Linked DNA regions of Mus musculus: all the other regions are linked to region 2. Evidence: chromatin contacts called from public Hi-C data. All regions are on one chromosome and are shown on one strand. The core of a region is the stretch at or near the end of the contact, and the rest is flanking DNA. Distances in the headings are between cores, read along the strand shown.

Region 1 (4,335 bases), core at 1,365-3,864, 260 kb before region 2:
CCTTCCAGCAGGTCAAGAAAAAAATAAATCAAATGAGAGAGGAAAAGGTGGAGAAGGGGTAGGAAGGAAAGAGAGGAAGGTGGGAAGAAAAGAGAGGGGAAGAGATGGGAAGAAGAGCAGTGTGAGGCAGGGAACGAGTTGTTTTGTTTTGTGTTTGTGCCAATGTCTCACTGTGTAGCCCAGACTACCCTCAAAAACACGGTCCTTATGCCATAGCCTCTCCAGAACCAGGGGATCACAGATATACAACACCCTGACTTTTTATATCATTTTAAAACATGTACTTGTTTGTTTGTTTGTTTGGCCAGAGAACAACCCAACTCTCTCCTTCCACCACTGTGTGGGCTCCCTGCGGTTGAACTGGAATTCAGACTAAATCCTGTTGTCAAGTTACTTTATCTGCTGAGCCTTCTCATCAGCTCGCTGGCCTTTGGGAGTTCTAGAGCTAAATCCAGGACACCACCAGCACAGCTCCAGCATCTAAGAACCGTGGGTTCCTGCTGAGGATAGGGGGTCCCTCTGCCCTATCTCTTTCACATGGTGGATTCACACCTTCCGTAGGTCATTTCACCTCTGTGAGCCTTGGTTTTCTCATCTCTCATATGGGCCCAAGGAAGCAAGCTTAGTCTCGTCCTTGGGTTGGTATGAGGTAAGAAGATTGAATGACAGGAACCAGGCGTGGGAAATTCTTGGCCACACGCCCGGTGTTTGATCTGTCTTTGGAGTTGATGACACTCCCTTTCTTTCTTTCTTTCTTTCTTTCTTTCTTTCTTTCTTTCTTTCTGTCTGTCTGTCTGTCTGTCTGTCTGTCTGTCTGTTTTTGATTAAAAAAATTTTTTGAGACAGGGTCTCAAATACCCCAGGATATCCTTTAACTCATTTCATAGCCTAGAATGACCTTGGACTTGTTTCCACCTCCCCAGAGCTGTGGTTACAGGTGTGCGCACTGCTCCTATTTTATAGGACGCTGGGGATCCAACACAGGCCCTTCGGTGCACGTTGGGCAGTCACTCTACCAGCTGAGCCATGTCTCCCAGCCCCTCCTTTGATGTAAATGTTTGGGATAGAGCCCCAGGCAACAGAAAGAAGTCTCACAGAGGGGCAACAAGGCTGAAAAACTCCTGCTGAGGATAGGGGTGCCCTCTGCCCTGCACAGGCAAGTGGCTTTCATATGCACAGAGCCAGGAAGTGCACGTGGCTCTCAGCTGTTTGTCAATGGCGTGAACTGGGAATGGTGCAGCACCGCTTAGCCCACCCCCAGGAGTCTCTGATCCACCCCAAGGGAGGAAAGGCAGGAGGTGAGGGGGACATGATAAGAAGAAGGTTGGCAGGGAGCATCGATTCTGATGTTTTCAAAGCTCTCCTCTCCTACAGGAACCAAACTTTAATAACCAGATCCAAGGAGTGAAAGAGAAAGAAACCAGACCATCAAACCCTCCCTGATGAGCAGGCCATGCCTCAGAGAGCTCCAGGGCTGGCTTTGAAACTGTGTGAGTTTAACCCGCAGCAGACACACTTGGCTTCCCCCACTCCACCCCACCCCCGACCCCATTCCCACCTCAGGGGAAGTCAGAAAAAAAAGGCAGAAACTAAAGAGAGATTCTTCTGAGAACAAAGAAACCCATCAGAAGGGGCACCATCTTCACAAAGGTTCAAGGTCCTCCTCAGGTTGCTGGTGGGGAAGGTCACAGATATGTTTCTGAGAAGTGTTAGGAGCTGTCATTCCTATATCCCATTCTAGCTAACCCTCTCCTCCGCCCCCCCAGACCCCCCCAAAAAAAACCCACGATCAATCTACAACTCAGAGAGGTTGCTTAACTGATCCCAGAACACACAGCTGGTAAATGCTGCAGCCCCAACCCTGAACCCAGCCTGATCACAAACAAATCTTCCATCTCATTCTTGCCGCCGCCCCACCCCCCCCTCCCCGAGCTATACAACGGCAAGAGGAGAGAGGACGGCGATTGGGAACCACAGAGAAGGTTATCACACTATGCACAGCCTAAAGCAAGCTTTCTCAGCCTCTATCAGCATCTGGGCTGGGCTGAGTGCCTCCTTGCCATGGGAAGGTTCCCTGTGCCTTCTAGGACGGTCGGCAAGCATTTCTGGCTTGTCTCCGTCAGATGCCAACACCACCTTCCTGTCTCCAGTGTGACATCCAGAAATGTCTGAGGACGTTGCCAAACGTCTCCCGGGAGAAAGCCGTCCGGCCTGTCAAAGGCCCCTTGATGCGGAGGAAGGCATAAGGAACAGTTATAACCGAGAATTGAAAATCAGTTAAGTACCACGCAGAAGGCCTCTGGTCTCCTTTAATCTCATTTAATCCTCCATGAGAACACTGCGAGGTGGACGTTTTATAGACGGGACATGCAAGGAATCAGAGAGCTGAAGTCACTTAAAGTTCACACAGCCAGCTTGCAGCAGAGCCAGGGGTTTGAACCTGAACCTGCATCTATAAACTCTTTTCCCTAGGGGCCACTGAGAGAGGGGAAACAAAAGACAGAAAAGTGGGCGGACCAAGAAAAAAAAAAAGAAAGAAAGAAACCTAGCAACGCAGTGCAAGATGGGAGCTAAGGAGTCCGGAAATGGAGGCTGGTCCATCATGGGTCCTCGCAATGCTATGCCGACTAGAGGCATGCCTGAAGGATGCTGTTACCTCTGGTGTCCCAGTTCTTGCCTCTGCCCCCTAACTCATCCCTCTGCCTTTGCAAATGGCCCGCACCTGTGTCTACCCTGACTTCCTGTCTCCCTTTCGCATCTCATAAGGAAAGAGGTCTATTTCAAATGCTGCGTGATTTATGGAGGAAAGCCTCTTGCCCCGGCCATCCATCTCTCTTCACAGGGACACACATGCCGAGGAGTACCTATCCCAGGAGTGACCCACATTTATTTTCTGCCAGGAGCCAAGACCCCGGGGGGATTCAAGAATCGTCCCTAAATTACAAGAGAGTCCGGGGGAGACCTCTCCCCCCCCCAGCACCCCGCCCCCAGCCTGAGCCTCCCTCTAAATCACCTTTTAGCGTCTGGGCTGCTGTGAACTGCACGTGTGCAGACAGAGGTGAGCCCCAACCCTGCGGGCAGGAGAGAGACACCAATGGCCAAGAACTTGAAGTAGGGCTGTGCTTCGAACTGACCATGACCCCCATGCTTCCTGCAGCCTTCCCTTGACGTTTCCTGGCGGATACCTTGATAGCAGAAAGCATATTTCTCTCTGAATCTCTTTCTTCGGTCCCTCCACCACCACCACCCCCTCCAGTCTTCGCATTTGTTCTTAATCGCTCTGGGGGTGAAGGCTCCCTTTGAAAATCTGATGAAAGCTATGGGCTCCTCCCTTCATTAAATAAATGATTGTTTACTCCTGTTAAAGCCTTCCCAAATGGAACGACCGGTTTATGGTGGATTTTCTAGGAAGATAAAGGGCTTTCTCCTCCTGTCATATAAAAAAATGTTAATGCCTCCACTCTTTTTCTTTTTAACATTTACTGGTGTGCGATACGCATATGGAAAAGTACACAAATCATAGGCGCTCGACTTAATGAATTTTCCTAAACTGGACAGACCAGTACAGCCTGCACACAGATCGAGAGAGCACTGCTGTGTCTAGAAGCTTCTATTGGCATCCCCTGAGACTGCTTCATCACCCAGTGTAGCCAGGAGCTTGCCCTACACCACCTAGCTGCCTTCTGCTTGGTTTTGCTTGTGACTTAAGTTATGCATAGCTCTTTGCATCCAACATTTCGCTGGGTTCTTGCCCCACAACCACAGAGTGCGCAGCCTAGAAGCAGCCTGCGATTTTCCATGAACACTCCATTACTTTCATTTTTACAGAGTTGGATTTGTGTTGATCTGCATTGTGGTTGGAACGTTCCATGTGTGGATAAGGGTTTGAGATAGAGTCTTATGTAGCCCAGGCTGACTTCCAGCTCTCTTGGTAGCCAAGGATGACCTTAAACTGCGGACCATCCTTCCTCTACCTCCTAAGTGCTGGGATGACAGACAGGCAATACTACTCCTCAGTTAATGTGGCTCTGGGGAATCAAACCCAGGGCACTTGCATACTCAGCAAGCACTCTACCAACTGAGCTATACCCCCAGTTTAGTGTGTGTGTGTGTGTGTGTGTGTGTGTGTGTGTGTGTGCGTGCGCGCGTGCGCGCGCGCGCGTGTGCACGTGTGCACAGTCAGCATATGTATGTGTCCCTGTGTCTGTGTGCACATGTGTGTGCACATACATGGATCTGTGCATGAATGTATGTATGTGTGTGTGCATGCATGCCTTCATGCATGAGTTGTGTATGTCAGTGCATGTGTGTATGGCTTCATGTACTTGTGTGTGC
Region 2 (4,458 bases), core at 644-3,143:
AAAGCTGCAAGCAAGAAGAGAGAAAGACAGGCGCTCTGACATGGCTTTTCCTCTCAGGTTGTCTTCATTGCCAAAGGCCCGGACCGGAGGACTTAGAGGTGGTGTGTACGGAGGTGGAAGGAGAGAGCAGCAGAGAGATCTTTTTGTAGTTGTGTGGCTGGAAAGCAATCTTCCCTGTGAGCTTGGCAGGCTGGGCCTCTCGGGGGCCCTTTATTCACTTCACTGGCAGCTCACCTCCGCTCTCTCAGGGTGCTGTAGGGGCGTGTGATGGCAAGTTTATAGACAAGGTTGACCAGATGGCTCAGTGGATACCTGAAGACTTGAGTTCAACCCTGGGACCCATGTGAAGGAAGGAGAGAACTGGCTCCCCCACATTGTCCTCCGATCACCACACGCACACCTTGGCAGCCCCTCCGCCACACTCACTCGACCATTCGATGTAATTTTTTTTAGATTAGATTAAAGTTTTGTTGTTGTTTTTTTTTAAATCAATTCATAGCAAGAGTTAGTGGCTTCTGACCCCTACATGCAAGTGACACCTCTTCCAACAGTGACTTTGTGCTTGTATTTCTCAGAGTCTCAAGTCTCTCCTCCCTAGGACACTGTCCTAAGAACAGTAGAAGATTTCTCTCCAATAGTCAAGAGAGTGCTTTATTTCATTTTATTTCTTCCTCCAAAGGCATGCTTATAGATCACCCTGAAATACGCTAATCTCCAGTAGATATGGCAGCTCACTCTAATCCCAGCACTTGGGAGGCTGAGGCAAGGGATCCCAGTGAGTCTCCCACACAGCCTTCGAGACAGGGCCAGTTCCCCATCAGCCAGGGTGAAAAATGGAACTGTGCATTGAACACACCAACAGAAGAACCCTGACTTGAAGCTTGCTCTCTCCCCAGCGTTAACGGCTTTAGCTTCGTTTGAAGCTATTTGACTGGGGGCCACCCCGACACTCAGTGTCCTTGTCTAGAAGTAGAATCCTAATGGGCCTGCTAGCAATGGCTCTGGGTTGACAGGGATTCATTTTATGAATGAAGTCTTAGATTAGACTAGATAAGAATGGTGGAAACGCTAAAACAGAGTTTTCTATCCGGTTTAAACACACACACACACACACACACACACACACACACACACACACATCTCAGCTCTCGTTCGAGATGACCCCTGAGCTCTCCTGGTTTCTGCTAATGTTCCCGATAGCCATTCACTTCCTGGTTGTTTGCCTCCTCGGCTCTGATTGGCCAGATTCCAGTTCACTTGGGAGCTGTGTTATGAAGACCTTGAAGGCTCCAGGAAAAGGAAAAATTCCCTCTTCTCATTCTTCTCTCCATGAGCTCTTCAGCCAAACCCACCCTTACCCTTTAAGACGCAGACGGGTTCAACCTCGGATGCCGTCGCATCCATTCTAGACCTATCCTTTGTCCCCAGATCCTGGCATCCAGAGCATGGTGTGGCCTCTCACACTGAGAGGTGGGGCCTGCAACCCAGGTTTTGACTCCGACCACAAGACTCTGCGTTCATTCAGTGTCTCCCCCCCCCCCCCCCACACACACACACACTTCACTCCACTACCACATTCATCTGTCAAGTGCCCTCCCCACCCGACACACAGACACGCAGACTCACGGACAGACACAGCCTTCTCTCCCGTCTCTCCCTCCACCCACGTCTTTTCCCTTGAGCTAGATCTGGGGGCGGGGTGAGAAGAAAGCCAAATGTCTTCCAACCACAGAGTAGTGACAGTGTTGTCCTTACAACACCAACCAAAGATCTAATTTTTTTTCCTTTCCTGAATGCCTAAAAGGAGTTGGAAAACCCGAGGGCACCATTGCCTTGTTTTCTGCTCAATGGAGTCTGGCCAGAATCCACCCACAGCTAAACAAAGCATCCTTTCTTGTCCCACTGAAGTTCTCAAAATCTGGCCAGCCTGACACCCACCCAGAACAGCCCCTTGACCTGACTCCTGCCTTCGTCCTCCATGCCTTTTGATGGCATTGTTCAATATTCAAAATCAGACCCAAAGTGCCTGTCCACACCCTAGTCTGAAAGACCAAGAACAGAATTTTAAAATAATAATAATAAATAAATAAAATCTGTGGCCTAACCAGTGGTTGGAGCGCCATCTGCTGGCCATTTTATAAGCAGCGCCTCCCTCACCAGCCCACATGGCTCTAAGTTCCCGTATTTCAAAGTCTTTTCGGAGTTTAACTCCGAGAGAGTATAGCTTCAGGCGTGGGAACTTGTGCTTTTAAGTACGTTAATATCCCATTATTCTATTATGGGAATACGCATTTAGGAATAAAGGCTCTTTTTAAAAAATCTTTTATTCCTTTTCTTTTAAAGCTATTTAAAGTCTCCATCAAACATCTGGGAGGGATGATCTCAGCTTACAACGGCTTTTATTACTGTCACACTTGTTCCTACTACCGTGATAATGATTGTGGCATTGTATTAATCAATAAATCATAACGAACTCGCTTTTTACACACTCTTAACACAGACCCCCAGACCAGTGTGTGCCCGGGTTTGCAGGAAAATTTATGATTCTGGGTGGGAGGGAGAAGGAGACTATAACACAACAAAGACCAAAATAAATAAATAAAGAGGGAGGATTGCTTTTAGAAAAAAAAAAGGAGGAAGCTTTTTTCTAAAAGAGACTCTCGGCTTGGGAAGGCAGATTTGGGACTGAGTTAATAAATGCCTCTCCTATCTGCTTAGTCAAAGGAGCTTACGTCCCTTTAGCTGGGATTTTTTTTTTAACCTCATTAAAAATCAAAGGGAAAGCATGGGAATTTTCCTCTGTAAATATTTTGCCTGTCCTCTGAGGAGAGAAAACAGAAAATCACCTGTCTCAGTCGGTGCCTTCTTTCGAATTCACTTTGGCCAAATACCTTAGGCAGTCAGGGTGATGGAGAAGAATTGGGGAAGGGGGGGGGGGCTTATGCCTGTCAGCAAGTGTGTCCACCAAGTGTGGGTTTGGGTAGCCATAGGGAGCACGTGGCATCTACCCCTTTCGAGTCTGCAGCTGCCACAGCACAGCACATCCTGAGGAAGGGCTGGCTGAGTCACACGAACCCTGTGGATTCTAGAAGCCCCTTTCCCTGGGCTTCTCTAGGACCCACCCATCACTCTGAGCTCTCCATTGGTCCACCATGGGGGATTTGGTCCACATTCGTCGGGTGTTCTCAGCTTCTTCATCAGATTCCTTCCTCTCTAGTTCTTGAGCTAAAACCCCGTTTATAAGAAAGTCAGGAGCCTGGGAAACATCTCGTCATTGTAGCGTCCAGCCCATCATCTTATTGAACGGGCGTTTTACTTCTCCCTTGAAGCTGGGTGTCCGCCCCGAGTTGAGGCAGATACAAAACACAGACGTAGACGGAATTTTATTTCAACGTTTAATACGTAAAATTCTCGCTAAAATAAAACAAGCCATAAAAGTAGCCTTTCCCAGAGCACACGGGTTTTTTGTTGTTGTTGTTTTGTTTTTGTTTTGTTTTGTTTTTTTATTTTTTCTGGAACTAGCCCCTTCTGATTAGGAGCAAGGTACAGAACCTCGCTACAGGTTCAGCTACTGAAAACTTGAATGAAAGTTCTCCTTGGCCTCCTCCTCCAAGGCCACTCCTGGTCTCTAGTCCACAAGGTATAAGAGGCTGAGACAGGATCCGAACATTTCGAGTGGAAACTGGTTCTTCATTGAGTTCCCCCCACTATCTTTCTCAGAAGTATGAAGAGGTTTGGGGGTTGGTGGGGGTGTTGTTTTTGTTTGTTGTTTTGTTTTGTTTCAAGCATTGTTTATTTGAAATACTAGCTGCTAAGTTCAACACAGTTTTCTGCGATGTCTGCAGACAGAATTTTTTGTTTGGACTTTCAGTAGTGCGAGGAGAGAGAACGAGAGAGAGAGAGAGAGAGAGAGAGAGAGAGAGAGAGAGAGAGAGAGAGAGAAACAAATAGCCTTGCTTTGAAGTTCCCACATAATTACTGTAAAGATCTGTGAAAGTACAGAGCCAAGAGCCAGCGCTTTGCTCCAATCTGGAGGATGCAAAGGCCAGGCGCAGCCCGGGAAGACTCTCTCAGAGCGGTGCAGAAATACGCAGCCAAGGTAGATGGGAGGTGTGTGCGCCCCCCCCCCCCCCCCGGTGTCTGCAGGAGGCAATAAGAGGAGGCAGAGCAAGGAGAAGAAACTGGAAAGAGAAATCAAGAGAAAAGGAGAAAACATGGGGGGGGGGGGTTGTGAGGGGAAAGGAGATGCTGGTGATATTTACAAAGATTGGTGCAGAAATTAAACGCTGCATATACGATACGGAAGTTGAGGGGTGGGGGGGTGGGGAGTGGCAGGTTTCCATCTCCATTTCTTTGTAAGAATACAAGTTAGGGACATCCGAGGAGAAAATGGTTGTAGCCTCTGAGGTTTGTTCTCTGAACGATCAGCCCAGCTGCAAGCAGCGGCTGAGAAAGTTC
Region 3 (4,204 bases), core at 284-2,783, 300 kb before region 2:
AGTCTGATGATCTGATTGGGCTCCAGGGTCTTCCATGGCCAAAGCAGTGGAACAACTCCTCCAAGTGGTTCCCTGACCTCCACATGTGAATGAATAAATGAATGTAATTAAGATTTTTTCCAAATAGTAATATAGACTCAATTAAAAGTAGGGGTGTCAAAGCACTCACCCCAAAAATCTTCCAGGAGGATATAGAGCTAATTGCATAGAAGGCACAAATGGGAACAACCTCAAAGTGACCCAGGTGACAATTATAGATCATTAGCCAGCTCCACCTCAATCCCAGGGGACTTGGAAACTGGGCAGGACCCACAGTGCCATTTCTCCACAGACCCTAGACAATCCTCCCTCAGCCGTGACTCACTTCTCTGCCTCCGGCTGATGAAGGCTGTGGCCTGCTTCTCAGATGTCTCCAGAAAGAAGAATATCAACTTGTGGGATCCATCTGAGGAGGGTTTTTACACAATGTCCAGGATTGACAAATCTCTCTTGGACTGAGCTCAGCAGTCAAGACTGACATACGGCAGAGGGACGCTTGCCTAAAGCAATTTCACTTGGTTTTGGAAGAATCTTTGGCCCAGATGAGAACAATATGAGGGTCTGAGCCCAGGTTCCCTTTGTGCCCTGATGTTACCAGACTACTGGCCTTGAGCATCACATGACTGTGAGCTCTTCATCTACCAACCCCGGTGTCAATGGAGATAAATTCTGAGCCCCCATAGAAGGAGGGAGGAAGGCACTCGACTCTGTCAGTCCATGAAACTCAACGCAGCATCCGACTTCCCATAGTCCAGGATCTTCTCTGACTCAGACATGTGGGCACTCATGATTGACCTCATTTGTCTGTCACCCTGATACAGACACTCTGGCTCTGTGGAAGCATGGGATGCCTTATGCCTCAAGAACAGTGCTATGTGGAAGGACGAGGGGTTGTCTGCTTCTTGCTAGGGCTCTGCACTGCTTCCTGCTTTGTGTTAGACTCAGACATCCAGGTCTACTTTCAGCTGGAAAGGGGTATCAAAACCAGGCAAGACTCAGCTAAACCTGTAGCACCTTTTCTAGGGGAGTCTGCTTTACGTAGTAAATCTTGCACTTGGATGTTGCATGCACGGGCACACACAGCCTCCACATGGTGGGTGGGTGGGTGATGATCCCAAGACAAACTTCCTCCCTACGGGTCAGCATTGCTTAAGAAAAACAAGAGGCTGACTCTGAGAAGCCACGAGGATGGTGAGAGTCAGCCCAGAGCAGAACCTGCACTGCATTCCCTGGTGAGGATGCCCTGTGGTGGAGGAGTCAGCCCCTCATTAGGGAGGGAGCATTGAGAGCACTCATTAGGGAGGACTGGGTGTCCTTCCTAGGAGTGTGCTTATTTGACAGCCAGAGGCAACAAGTTGTAGAGAAGGGGGGAGAGAGGACAAAGAAAACAGAAGAAAGATTCTTCAAGAACAAAGGCATCCACTCCAGTCTGCCAAAACCTCATAAAACTGTAAACTGTTATGGAGTGTATAAACACATCGAGAAAAATAGAAGCACCGGGGCTCAGAAGCCAGGAAATGGCAGATTCTTTATCTGCCTTACCACGGACGCTCACTCACTGTTACTGGATCTGGTTGGTACATAATAAATACCCAAGAAATACCTGTGAAATGAGCGCATGACAGGAAGAAACTGCGTGACTGGGACTGTCTGGGAAGGTGTCGAGGACTAGATGGATTGTGGGGGATGGGTAGAAGGTAGATAACTGGAAGATAGATATAATCCAGGAAAGCCATGACTTCAACAAAGATCCCCCTGGGAGGGTGAACTTGTGATGTTGAGAGATGGTTGGGTCAGGGGAAGTCAGGTTGCACCACAGTGTATTTCTCCGAAAGTTTACTGACTCTGTGTCCCAGGGACCGACTAGTCTATGCTGTATGGAGCCAGAGGGAGGCTGTCAACAGTTCTCCACACAGCAACTCAGCGACCCAGGCATATTAACAAAAGAGGGAAGGACCCCGATTTTATACACGGTCCAAGGTGAGGAGAGAATGCAGTTCTGTTATTTGGTGGCCTCGTGGATGATGCTGGAGGGCACTGTGATGGGGAAGGATAAACATCCCAATTCTCAGCCATGTGTGGAAAGTAAAAGAAGAATGGAGATTGCCAAAGAGAAGGAAGGAAGGACACAGGGAGATAGGATGGTGGATATCAACACACACAGAGTACCCTCTCTGTGGGAGTGGGTTTGAGCTGCCACGCAGTGAAGAGTGGGGGAGGTCACAGGGATTTATTAGGTATTTTATAAAGAACAGGAGAAAGTATCAGAAGACTCCCAGCATGAAACATAGTCAGTTTCCAGGGAGACACCATGCTAATTGATACATGATCAGTATCCAAAGCTTATAGATTTACTTCGTTTTACATTGTACTTCATGAGCACATCTGGTTATTATGCAGCAACTAAAAATATATAAATAAGCTGGGCACAGTGGTACCTACCTACAGTCCCAGCACTTGGTAGACTGAGACAGGAGGATTAGGAGTTCAGTGCCAGCTTTGGCTACAAATGAGTCAGAAGCCAGCTTGGATTACATGAGATCTTGTCTCAAAAGTAGATAGATAGATAGATAGATAGATAGATAGATAGATAGATAAACAGACAGACAGACAGACAGATAGACAGACAAATAAGTAGATACATAAATAGATAGAAGATAGACAGACAAATAGGTAATTTTAATGCACAATTTTCCTAAAAAATCATACAATAGCCAACAGGCCTCTAAAGAGATACTCAACACCAATAATGAATCCTAGGGAAACTCAAATCAAATATGCAGTGACACATCATCCAGACACTCAGAATAGCTGTCCCCAAATGACTGACAACTATTAGTGAGAGGGAAAACAGTGAGACCTTCAAACTCTCTTGGGTGACACCATTTTGGAAACTAGGTCTACCAGAAGTCCACTTCTGAGTTTGGATCATACTAAGTAACTGAAGTCAAGACCCCAGGGGATGTCTGTAACTCTCCTCACAATCATGACGTACTTTCCACGGTGACTGAAGTATAAACATAGCAGATATGTCCATCAGCAGAGGAGTAGGTCAGGAAGATGAGTCCTACAGGCAAGAAAACAGAACCTATGCCACCTGTGACAACACAGCTGACCCAGAAGACATCGTGCTAATTGAAATAAGTCAGATGTGAAGGACAAACCTCACCTGATTTCTTCTATGAGAGACTTGACTTACCACATACACAGCTGTGCATGTATGACCACACCCAGCATACTGCTGTTGTATTCTTTATTTTCAAATATGTGTGTGTGTGTGTGTGTGTGTGTGTGTGTGTGTGTGTGTGTGTGTATTTGGTGTTTGCTTCCACATTTGTCTGTGCACCACATGAGTGCAGGCAGTGTCTGTGGAGTCCAGAAGAGGGTGTCAGATCCCTCTAGAACTGGAGTTGCTGAAGGTTGTGAGCTGCATGTGAGTGCTGAGAACTGAACCCAGGTCCCCTGGAAGAGCATCCCTGGCTCCTAACCAGGAGCCACCTGTGCAATCCAGTGCTGCTTTTTTTCTAAATAGCAAAGTAGGCTGGCAGTTCCATAAGAAAAAGAGGTAAGCTTCAAGGAGTCGTCATCAGAGTCACAGAGCCCCCTTAGATGCAAGTAGTCTGTGGCTCTTTGCACAGAACTTCAGAAAAACAATAGAGATCCTTTTCTATGTCTTCACCTTTTATGTAAAGCACATGGGGGCTAGAGCACATGAGGCAAACTCGGAGGACAGCAGAACTCTTTCCCATTCTAGTTCATCATCCACCAGTCTCTCCTTTCCCTACCAGGCAGATTCTATCTGTCTGTCTATCTATCTATCTATCTATCTATCTATCTATCTATCTATCTATCTATCATCTATCTTCTATCTATAATCTATCAATATATCAGTCAATCTATCTATAATCTCTCTCTCTATGTGTGCGTGTGTATGTATATATACAGTAGGTGGTAGGTAGATTATATATATGTAGATTATATATATGTGTGTGTGTATATATATATACACAGTAGGTGATAGGTAGATTATATATGTAGATTATATATCATATATAATCTATATATCTACTATCTCTATCTATCTATCTATCTATCTATCCATCCATCTATCTATCTATCATCTATCTATCTACCTATCTACCACCTATCTGTCTGTCTCTCTATC
Region 4 (3,888 bases), core at 1,133-3,632, 350 kb before region 2:
CCTCTGTTTTCTCTTGGGAAACGCTGGTCTCTGACTCTCAGTGTTGAGTCTATCCAGTGCTCACTGGTTTGGTCATACTGATTTCTGACCACTGTGACTCCTCAGCTTATGTCTGTCCTGTGCTGACACCCTAAATTTCCACTCCTATCAATGACTCTATCTTTCCTCATATGGTCCTGCTAGCAATCTATCCCTGCCTTTCTCTGTAACTTGTTCCATGAGCTGTGAGCATCATTGCATGACCCTCTGTCCCTCCCCATCCTCCATCCATCCTCCATTCTCTCTGAGAGTGACTGTCTCTCCCCAGCCCTCCAGGAAACCACGAGATGCTGGCAGATAGGCAAAACCAGGACTCTATGGGGACAGACTCACAGACGCTCCGGCCTTTCTCCTGCCTCCCATGTGAGCAGCTTCCTCTCCCCACACCCCATCACCTCTAGTCTTTCTGAAAAAGAAGAGCCAGCCGGCATGGTGCCCAAAGTGTTTCTCTTTAGAGCAGGGTTGGTAGGCTGAGAATAATTGATAGAAGACATTCTCAATGCTTCTTTTCTTGTGAGCAGTGTGGTTCTGTGGCTCAGACACCAGGAGAGAACCCCAGTGGTCCTGGTAAGTTGTCAGCCACAATTCTACACATGTCCTGGGGACCACAAAAACACAACACTGCTTATTATCTCCAGTGAAGACAGCTTTCTGTAGCTCCCTACGCCTAGAGGGAGTTAGTCATCTCTGCTGTAGGGGACATGACTTCGTTCCATTTACTTCTTATAGCCACAACCACGGTCTCACCCCTCCTTCCTTCTTAGCCCCAAGGCCAAGTCCACCAAGCCCTGATTTTTAAAATAATTTATTTATTAAAATTGTATGCACATTAGTGCTTTGCCTGCATGTATGTGTGAGGGTGTCAGATCCTGGAGTCACAGACAGTTGTGAGCCGCCATGCTGTTGCTGGAAATTGAACCCAGGCCCTGTGCTCTTAACCACTGAGCCATCTCTCCAGACCTGCTATTATTTTCATATGCTTTATCTCATTTTTTATTTGTATTTTTTAAAAATATTCTTCCTCTGTCTAAGAATCACTGCTCTCTAGGTTCATGTATTTATTCCATGTCCTGGCATCTTCCAGGAGTCTCCAGCTGACAATGTGTTGTTAGGGTTTTTTGTTTGTTTGTTTGTTTGTTTGGTTTGGTTTTTTAGTAGTAGATAGTATTAAAGAGTAAGGAAGAGGGCTGGAGAGATGGCTGGGTCTGCAAAGTGCTCACAAGCTCAATTCCCAGAATTCACACCCCAAAGAGCTGCCTGTGGTCTGGTGTACATGTAGTTTGTAATCTCAGTACTGGAGAGGGAAAGACACATTGATATCTGAGGCACTCTGGACAACCAGAATAGCCTACTAGGCAAGTTCAGGGTTAGTGAGAGAGACCCTGTCTCTAAAAACAAAGTAAAGATCACCTTATCACCTATAAAACAACACCAGAAACCCGTGTGTGTGTGTGTGTGTGTGTGTGTGTGTGCACGCGCACGCGAAGAAGAAGACAGAGGGAGGGAGAGAGGGAGGAAGGGAGAAGGGAGAGAGAGACTGGGAGTAAGATAAAGTTTCTATTCTAGTATGATTTTATTGCTGTGATAAGACACTGACCAAAACCAACTCGGGGGAGAAAAGGGATTATTTAGCTTACGAGTCACACAGTCCATCGCTGAGGGAAGCCGAGGTAGGAACTCAAGGTAAAGACAATGAAGCAGAGACCATGAGAAAATGCTATTTACTGTCTTGTTCCCTGGCTTGCCCATATTTTTCATCTATCAGCAATTAAAACCATGCTCCCATAGCCATGACCTCAGGCCAATCTGATGGAGGCAGTTTCTTGGTGAGGTTTCCTCTTCTCAAGTGTGTCGAGTTTGTGGGAAGCCGCCCTCACATTCGCCGTTGCAAGATGGCGCTGACATCCTGTGTTCTAAGTGGTAAACAAATAATCTGCGCATGTGCCAAGGGTAGTTTTCCACCCCATGTGCTCTGCCTTCCCCGTGACGACAACTCGGCCGATGGGCTGCAGCCAATCAGGGAGTAATACATCCTAGGCGGAGAATAATTCTCCTTAAAGAGGGACGGGGTTTCGCTTTCGTTTTGGGCTTGGGGCTTGCACTCTTGCTCCTGAAGATGTAAGCAATAAAGTTTTGCCGCAGAAGATTCCGGTTTGTTGCGTTCTTCCTGGCCGGTCGCGAGAACGCGTGTAAGACGAGTTGGCAACCAAGATTAGCCATTACAGACCCCAAAGGCACACCCACAAGAGCGTACTTCCTTCACCTTCATGGGCAACCCTCCTGCTCACCACCCCGTGGTGTCTGTATAGAACCACGGATGTGCTCTGAGCACAGGGCTGAGTTTATAGGTGGCTGGGAATCACATGGGGTGAGACAGAGATGAGACATGGGTTGTCTCCTCAGGTGCCTGGGCAGAGCAAGTCCACAGAAGAAATGAACAAGTTTCTGTCAGTGTTAGCATCGTCTGGGCTTTCAGAATCATGGCCTTGAAATGCCAAGGGCCCTGTGAAGGCATTTGGGTTTTTAGATGGACCCTCTTTCTCTGTCACTGTGACCAAATGCCTATCAGGGACAATCCAAGTGGGGAGGGATCAATGGTGGTCCACAGTTTACAGGGTGTGGTTGCTCCTGACAGCCAGGAAGGCATGGCAAGTCCAGCAGTGCCCTTCTTGGCTCTGACAGTGGGAGAGTTTGCATGAGGGCAGTCAGCAGGATGTAAAGCTGGCCTGTGACCTGCCTGCTCCCATGGCTGGATGAATTCCACCCAATACTCTGTGTCTAAAAGGTTCCCACTATATCCTCAGAGAATACCACTAAGCTGGGGGCGTGGAGGAGGTGGGGGCGGTGTTTAAACACAGGAGCCTGTGGGAAATACTTGCCAGTTGAACCATCAGAGCACCCCTTCTGGAATCTGTGGGTCCTGGAGTCAGCCAAGGAGCCTTGCTTCAGGGAAAAGCCGAGCGGAGCTGAGTCAGACATTAGCCATAACTCACACACTTCCGGAACACACTGAAGAGACTTGAACTCTGGAGGTGAGCATCTCAGAAACACCCAGACAGAGGGGGAGAAAGAGATGAAGGTAATGTGTGCACACTTGGGACCAGGACTTGGGGTGTTTGACGATGTAAACCAAGCTGACCCAAGATCTCAAGCTGCCCTTTTGTACATAATTAGAGAACCCAAGATCTATATTTTCTTTTACACTGTGGGTGATTACTCAAGACTCTCGGGGCTTTCCCTGGAGGTGTTGGGAGGAAATGTATTTGGTGTTCCTGCCAAAGTTCTCTCAGTCACGAATGAGGCCACTTAGTAGGACCAGCTCCCATCAATACATGATTAAGTACAGACGTGCCTGGATTCCAGGTGATGAATTAAGATCTTCTTATTGGAAAACAGAAGCGACTGATTAATACTTCAATTCCCATCCCTATCAACCAACAGTGCTCGTGCTGTGTATAGTGGGGTGGATTTGCAGAGCTGGACTGGGGTTCTCCTGTTAAATATTAACTAAAATCACGTTTGAATTTCTGCAATATTTCTGGGTTCCTGGGTACAAAGCCAGACACAGACTCAGGTAAATGACGGTAAGGCACAAGCATTTAGAGTGGACACGTGAATTGTCACGTAAACACGAGTGATCAGGGAGAGGGATGTCAAGAAAAACTTTCATTAGCGTCCCCCTAAGCTGGTCTTAACAGCCTGGTGTAATTTGGCTAATGGAGTCTGCACTGCTCATTAAATTATAAGGACATTAAAAAGATCTCTAAAACAATGCTAATATTCCAGAGGGTTAATTAGTCCTGGAATTAAAAAGCTAAACCCACAGATTCTATCTGATTTGATGAGGGA
Region 5 (4,244 bases), core at 1,172-3,671, 370 kb before region 2:
CAGACCTGGGCTGGTCTCTGTCACCCTGACATGCTGAGAGAAAGGAATCCACAGAGGCATGAGAGGCTGGGTAGCCTGGCTGGTCTCTGCAAAAGCTCTGGCTCCACTCAAAGCTGGGACTCAAAAAACGAAGTGTTCCCTGTATGGGAACAGAGTAATGGAAGGCTTCCCAGCCCTGAGGAAGGGAGGCAGTTTCCAGAGCACAAAGCCAGAGGGAAAGAGAGGGCACCCCCACCCTTCACCCCAAGCAAAGGCAGCTGTTTATGTCCCCAGCTAGGCTCTAAAGACAATTGGATAGACTTGGGTGTTTCTGCCAGGCGCTGGCTGTACAGCTGCGGCTGAGACATCCTCCTTCTTTGGTCTAGCCGAAGCCAGCCAGCATTTACTAAGGCTGTTTCTCTTAGCACCCCATGAGCAGTGAGTCTGTGAGACCCTGGCTCAATATTCCCGTGCTCAGATACAAATCTGAGGCAGAGAGATTAGCAGCTGCCCATGTTCCACACAACTCTTCCTCTTCAGCATCCCACCGGGGTGGGGTGGGGTGGGGAGGAGGGGCTTTCTCTCCTGAGTGTCATCTTGGTGTATCCCTCACAGCCCTTCCTCTTGTGGATGACGGTCCATGCCCTGGGAAGAGTGTGGAGGGAGCAGTGGGTGGATGATGCTCAACCTCACTAGGAACTTTAGGCATCCCATCCTCCAGCTGTGCCTTCTCCCCTGACACGGATGGGTGGGGCTGTTGGGAGTGGAGTTGGGATGCTGGCTGCAGAGAAAACCTTCACTCTGAGCTTTGGACTCCGTGCACTGCTCTGGCTCCACTACCTGTGTCCGTTGTTGTTTGTTTGTTTGTTTGCTTGCTTGCTTTGTTTTATTTTGTTTTCTGAGCCATCTAGTCTTCACGGTGACAGCCACAATCAGGGCTGACTCTATCTCTAGTTTACTTTGTGTGTGTGTGTGTGTGTGTGTGTTTACATGTCTCCTGTGTCTCCTCCATGTAGAGACAAGAGAGCAGCTTCAGATATCATTCCTCAGAAGTCATCCACCTTGATTTTATTGGAGGTGGGGGTTAGGGTCTCCCACTGACCTGGAACTCACCAATAAGTAGAGATTGGCTGGCCAGGAATCTACCCGTCTCCACCTCCCTGATGCTGGGATTACAAGCCTGTGTGACTGTGCCTGATTTTGTTTTTACATGAACTCTGTGGGCTGAACTCGGGTGGCAGTGCTTGTAATGCAAGTGTTTTCTGATGGAGCTGTCTCCCTCACACCTCCTTTTTTTGCCTATAACTTGCTGTCCTACTGAGACCCAAGTGCTACCTGTCCACCCTGGGTGACAAATCTAAGCCAGGATTTAAAAATTATGTTTTTGTGCTCTGTGGGGGGGGGCGCGATATGGTGTATGTATGTATGTATGTATGTATGTATGTATGTATGTATGTATGTATGGTATATATGTGGTGTATGTGTGGTGTGTGGTGTGTCTATGTGTGTGGTGTGCATATGTGTATGTGGTGTGTTTGGTATGTCTATGTGTGTGTATGTATTTGTGTATTGTATGTGTGGTATATTTATGGTATGAGGTGTATCTGTGTGTGTGTATGTGAGTGTGTGGTATGTGTGTGTGTGTATATGGTATATGTGTGTGATATGTCTATGTGTATGGTGCGTGTATGTGCTCTGGCCAAGGTTCAAGAACAGAAGTCAGAAGACAACATAGGACAGTCAGTTCTCACTTTTTATCAAGTAATCAAGTAGGTCCTGGGAATTGAACTTAGTTCATCCGGCTTGATCACAAGCCTCTTTATCTACTGAGCCAACTAGCTCGTCCTTGGCCATGTGTGTTTGTTTGTCTTAATCATGACACCAAGAAAAATAACTCTCCTCTCTAGGAACCTGTCATTTCAGAGCTCCCCTCTGCCATGTGGGTGATGCCTCTTTCAAGTCTGGGTGGGCAGCATCTAGTTGGTCCCTCTGCTCACCATAGCGCTCAAACCAGGGAAGCTAGGTAGAAATCATACGTTAAAAAGGTTGTGGATCTGCTTAGATTAAAAACGAGGGTGAATTTATGTCCTAGTCGATCAAGAGACTGTGTGACCTTGGACGGAAATCGCTGCCTCATGTAGACTTTCTTTTTTTTTTTTTTTTCATCATGTAGACTTTCAACTGAACTCCGAGAAGAACTTCCGGTGAGTGGGAAGAAACACCGAGCCTCTCTGTGGAGCACTCTAGAACATTATCGGATGAGGTTAAATCGGGGTGCTGGTGGAAACAAGGGGATAACAGTATGGAGAACTCCCCTCCGTGTCCGCAGGCCCCAGAAATCCCTCTGAAGCTCCAGGCAGAAGCTGCTGGCCCTCCTACCCACTCCCTCCCACTTTTTCTTCGCAGCTGTCTCTGTGTTTCAGAGTCCACATCTCTGCCAGGGACTCTATTTTGGGATTTGTGGGAACCAGCAGCTTTTAGCAAATAGGAAGTCCCAGTGAGCTGGTCCCCCGTCCTGCCCCCCTCCCCCTCCCGGTCTCCCAGTCCACTTGGAGGGCAGAAGAGGAACAAACAGGCTGTCCTAAGCTTAGCCCTCAGGGCATGTGCGAGCTGGAGGGTGCCCAGCCTGGTCCCAGAGAGTCCTCATAGCTGGCGGACCGAATCCCTGACTACTCTGCCACCGTAAGGCAGGGCGGTGCCCAGCGGACCAATCGGGGGCTGCATATTCCCCAGGGAGCTGGGTTTTTCTCTGCAAATTACTACCAAGTTCCTGCCACATCCAGTCTCTGCACAGAGGCGGGTGGCAGGCTAGGTCCCGACACTCCAAGAAACACACCAGCCAAGTGCCATAGCGGTGAGAGACCCTGTCCTTAGGATCAGGACACAGGGGCTTTAAGTGGAGTGGCTCAGGAGCCTTAGGTATGTACATGGCTGGGTTAACATGCAGGTGGGTGTCACACTCTCCAGTGGTGTGGTTATGTGTCAATGTGGATTCGTGTGACATGTGGATTTTTCGATCTCCTATGCGCAGCTAGCTGTCTCAGAGGGTGCACGGGTGACCCGCCTGTATTTTCACAGTGACCCAGATGCTTATGCGTCTTTTCACTGTGTTATGAGGAATACCTTTTAATTTGGCCCAACCAATTTGTGGGTCATTGTGTAAATCCAGAAAAAAGACAGGTAAGATAGTAAAGGCCTGTGAGTTCAACACTCAGGAGGCTAAGGCAGGAGGATCAGGCATTGGAAGATTAGCCTGGGCTATGTAGCGAGACTCTGTGTCCAAAAGGGGGAAAAAAAACAAGAAACATATGTATATATGTATATATGTATATATGTATATATGTATATATGTATATATGTATATATGTATATATGTATATATGTATATATGTATATATGTATATATGTATATATGTATATATGTATATATGTATATATGTATATATGTATATATGTATATATGTATATATGTATATATGTATATATGTATATATGTATATATGTATATATGTATATATGTATATATGTATATATGTATATATGTATATATGTATATATGTATATATGTATATATGTATATATGTATATATGTATATATGTATATATGTATATATGTATATATGTATATATGTATATATGTATATATGTATATATGTATATATGTATATATGTATATATGTATATATGTATATATGTATATATGTATATATGTATATATGTATGTATGTATGTATGTATGTATGTATATATGTATATATGTATGTATGTATATATGTATGTATGTATGTATGTATGTATGTATATATGTATGTATGTATATATGTATATATGTATATATGTATATATGTATATATGTATGTATGTATGTATGTATATATGTATATATGTATGTATGTATATATGTATGTATGTATGTATGTATGTATATATGTATGTATGTATATATGTATATATGTATGTATGTATATATGTATGTATGTATATATGTATGTATATATGTATGTATGTATATATGTATATATGTATATATGTATATATGTATGTATGTATGTATGTATGTATATATGTATATATGTATATATGTATATATGTATATAATCTGTATATGTTACCCATGCAAATAAAAACTAGAAAACAGAGATTCAGCAGGCCTATATTATATATGTTATACACAGCATCATAACTATGACAACAGAAGAGAAGTAAGCCATAATTATAACTAACATCTGTGCAATATATATACTGTCCACAAACATGGGGGAGTA

The links. Hi-C and Micro-C count contacts between places; a contact is called where the count stands out from the background.
Region 1: a Hi-C map of uterus shows a contact between it and region 2, with 7 times the contacts expected there. The contact joins two enhancer-like sites. A contact is called at or near these places in 1 of 15 datasets of contacts at CTCF or cohesin (stem cell-derived epiblast-like cells), 10 of 484 Hi-C or Micro-C datasets (the N1E-115 cell line, embryonic fibroblasts, embryonic stem cells and 3 more) and 1 of 9 other capture datasets (embryonic stem cells).
Region 3: a contact with region 2 is called in a Hi-C map of uterus, with 4 times the contacts expected there. The contact joins two enhancer-like sites. A contact is called at or near these places in 4 of 484 Hi-C or Micro-C datasets (all in uterus) and 1 of 9 other capture datasets (embryonic stem cells).
Region 4: a contact with region 2 is called in a Hi-C map of the N1E-115 cell line, with 20 times the contacts expected there. The contact joins two enhancer-like sites. A contact is called at or near these places in 1 of 39 promoter capture datasets (embryonic stem cells), 5 of 15 datasets of contacts at CTCF or cohesin (the NIH/3T3 cell line, embryonic stem cells, pro-B cells and 1 more), 53 of 484 Hi-C or Micro-C datasets (the AtT-20 cell line, the N1E-115 cell line, adipose-derived mesenchymal stem cells and 16 more) and 4 of 115 datasets of contacts at active chromatin or transcription factors (embryonic limb bud and embryonic stem cells).
Region 5: a Hi-C map of uterus shows a contact between it and region 2, with 6 times the contacts expected there. The contact joins two enhancer-like sites. A contact is called at or near these places in 1 of 15 datasets of contacts at CTCF or cohesin (the NIH/3T3 cell line), 6 of 484 Hi-C or Micro-C datasets (the N1E-115 cell line, cerebral cortex, myocytes and 1 more), 1 of 115 datasets of contacts at active chromatin or transcription factors (craniofacial prominence) and 1 of 9 other capture datasets (embryonic stem cells).

What each region holds. Positions count from the first base shown.
Region 1 is chr5:119,136,365-119,140,699 of GRCm38.p6, reverse strand. No RefSeq gene overlaps it. Among named protein-coding and RNA genes, the nearest start is that of Gm31129, 4.9 kb to the right of the region's middle. Within about 2 kb of position 2,614, at least 14 of the 459 cell types and tissues checked have an H3K27ac peak or open chromatin away from gene starts, as enhancers often do. A contact at or near this core is called in the N1E-115 cell line and uterus, where this site is marked.
Region 2 is chr5:118,877,581-118,882,038 of GRCm38.p6, reverse strand. No RefSeq gene overlaps it. Among named protein-coding and RNA genes, the nearest start is that of Gm42015, 36 kb to the right of the region's middle. Within about 2 kb of position 1,893, at least 33 of the 459 cell types and tissues checked have an H3K27ac peak or open chromatin away from gene starts, as enhancers often do. A contact at or near this core is called in the N1E-115 cell line and uterus, where this site is marked.
Region 3 is chr5:119,180,925-119,185,128 of GRCm38.p6, reverse strand. No RefSeq gene overlaps it. Among named protein-coding and RNA genes, the nearest start is that of Gm7538, 17 kb to the left of the region's middle. Within about 2 kb of position 1,533, at least 8 of the 459 cell types and tissues checked have an H3K27ac peak or open chromatin away from gene starts, as enhancers often do. A contact at or near this core is called in uterus, where this site is marked.
Region 4 is chr5:119,227,950-119,231,837 of GRCm38.p6, reverse strand. No RefSeq gene overlaps it. Among named protein-coding and RNA genes, the nearest start is that of Gm7538, 30 kb to the right of the region's middle. Within about 2 kb of position 2,382, at least 18 of the 459 cell types and tissues checked have an H3K27ac peak or open chromatin away from gene starts, as enhancers often do. A contact at or near this core is called in the N1E-115 cell line, where this site is marked.
Region 5 is chr5:119,245,293-119,249,536 of GRCm38.p6, reverse strand. No RefSeq gene overlaps it. Among named protein-coding and RNA genes, the nearest start is that of Gm7538, 47 kb to the right of the region's middle. Within about 2 kb of position 2,421, at least 26 of the 459 cell types and tissues checked have an H3K27ac peak or open chromatin away from gene starts, as enhancers often do. A contact at or near this core is called in uterus, where this site is marked.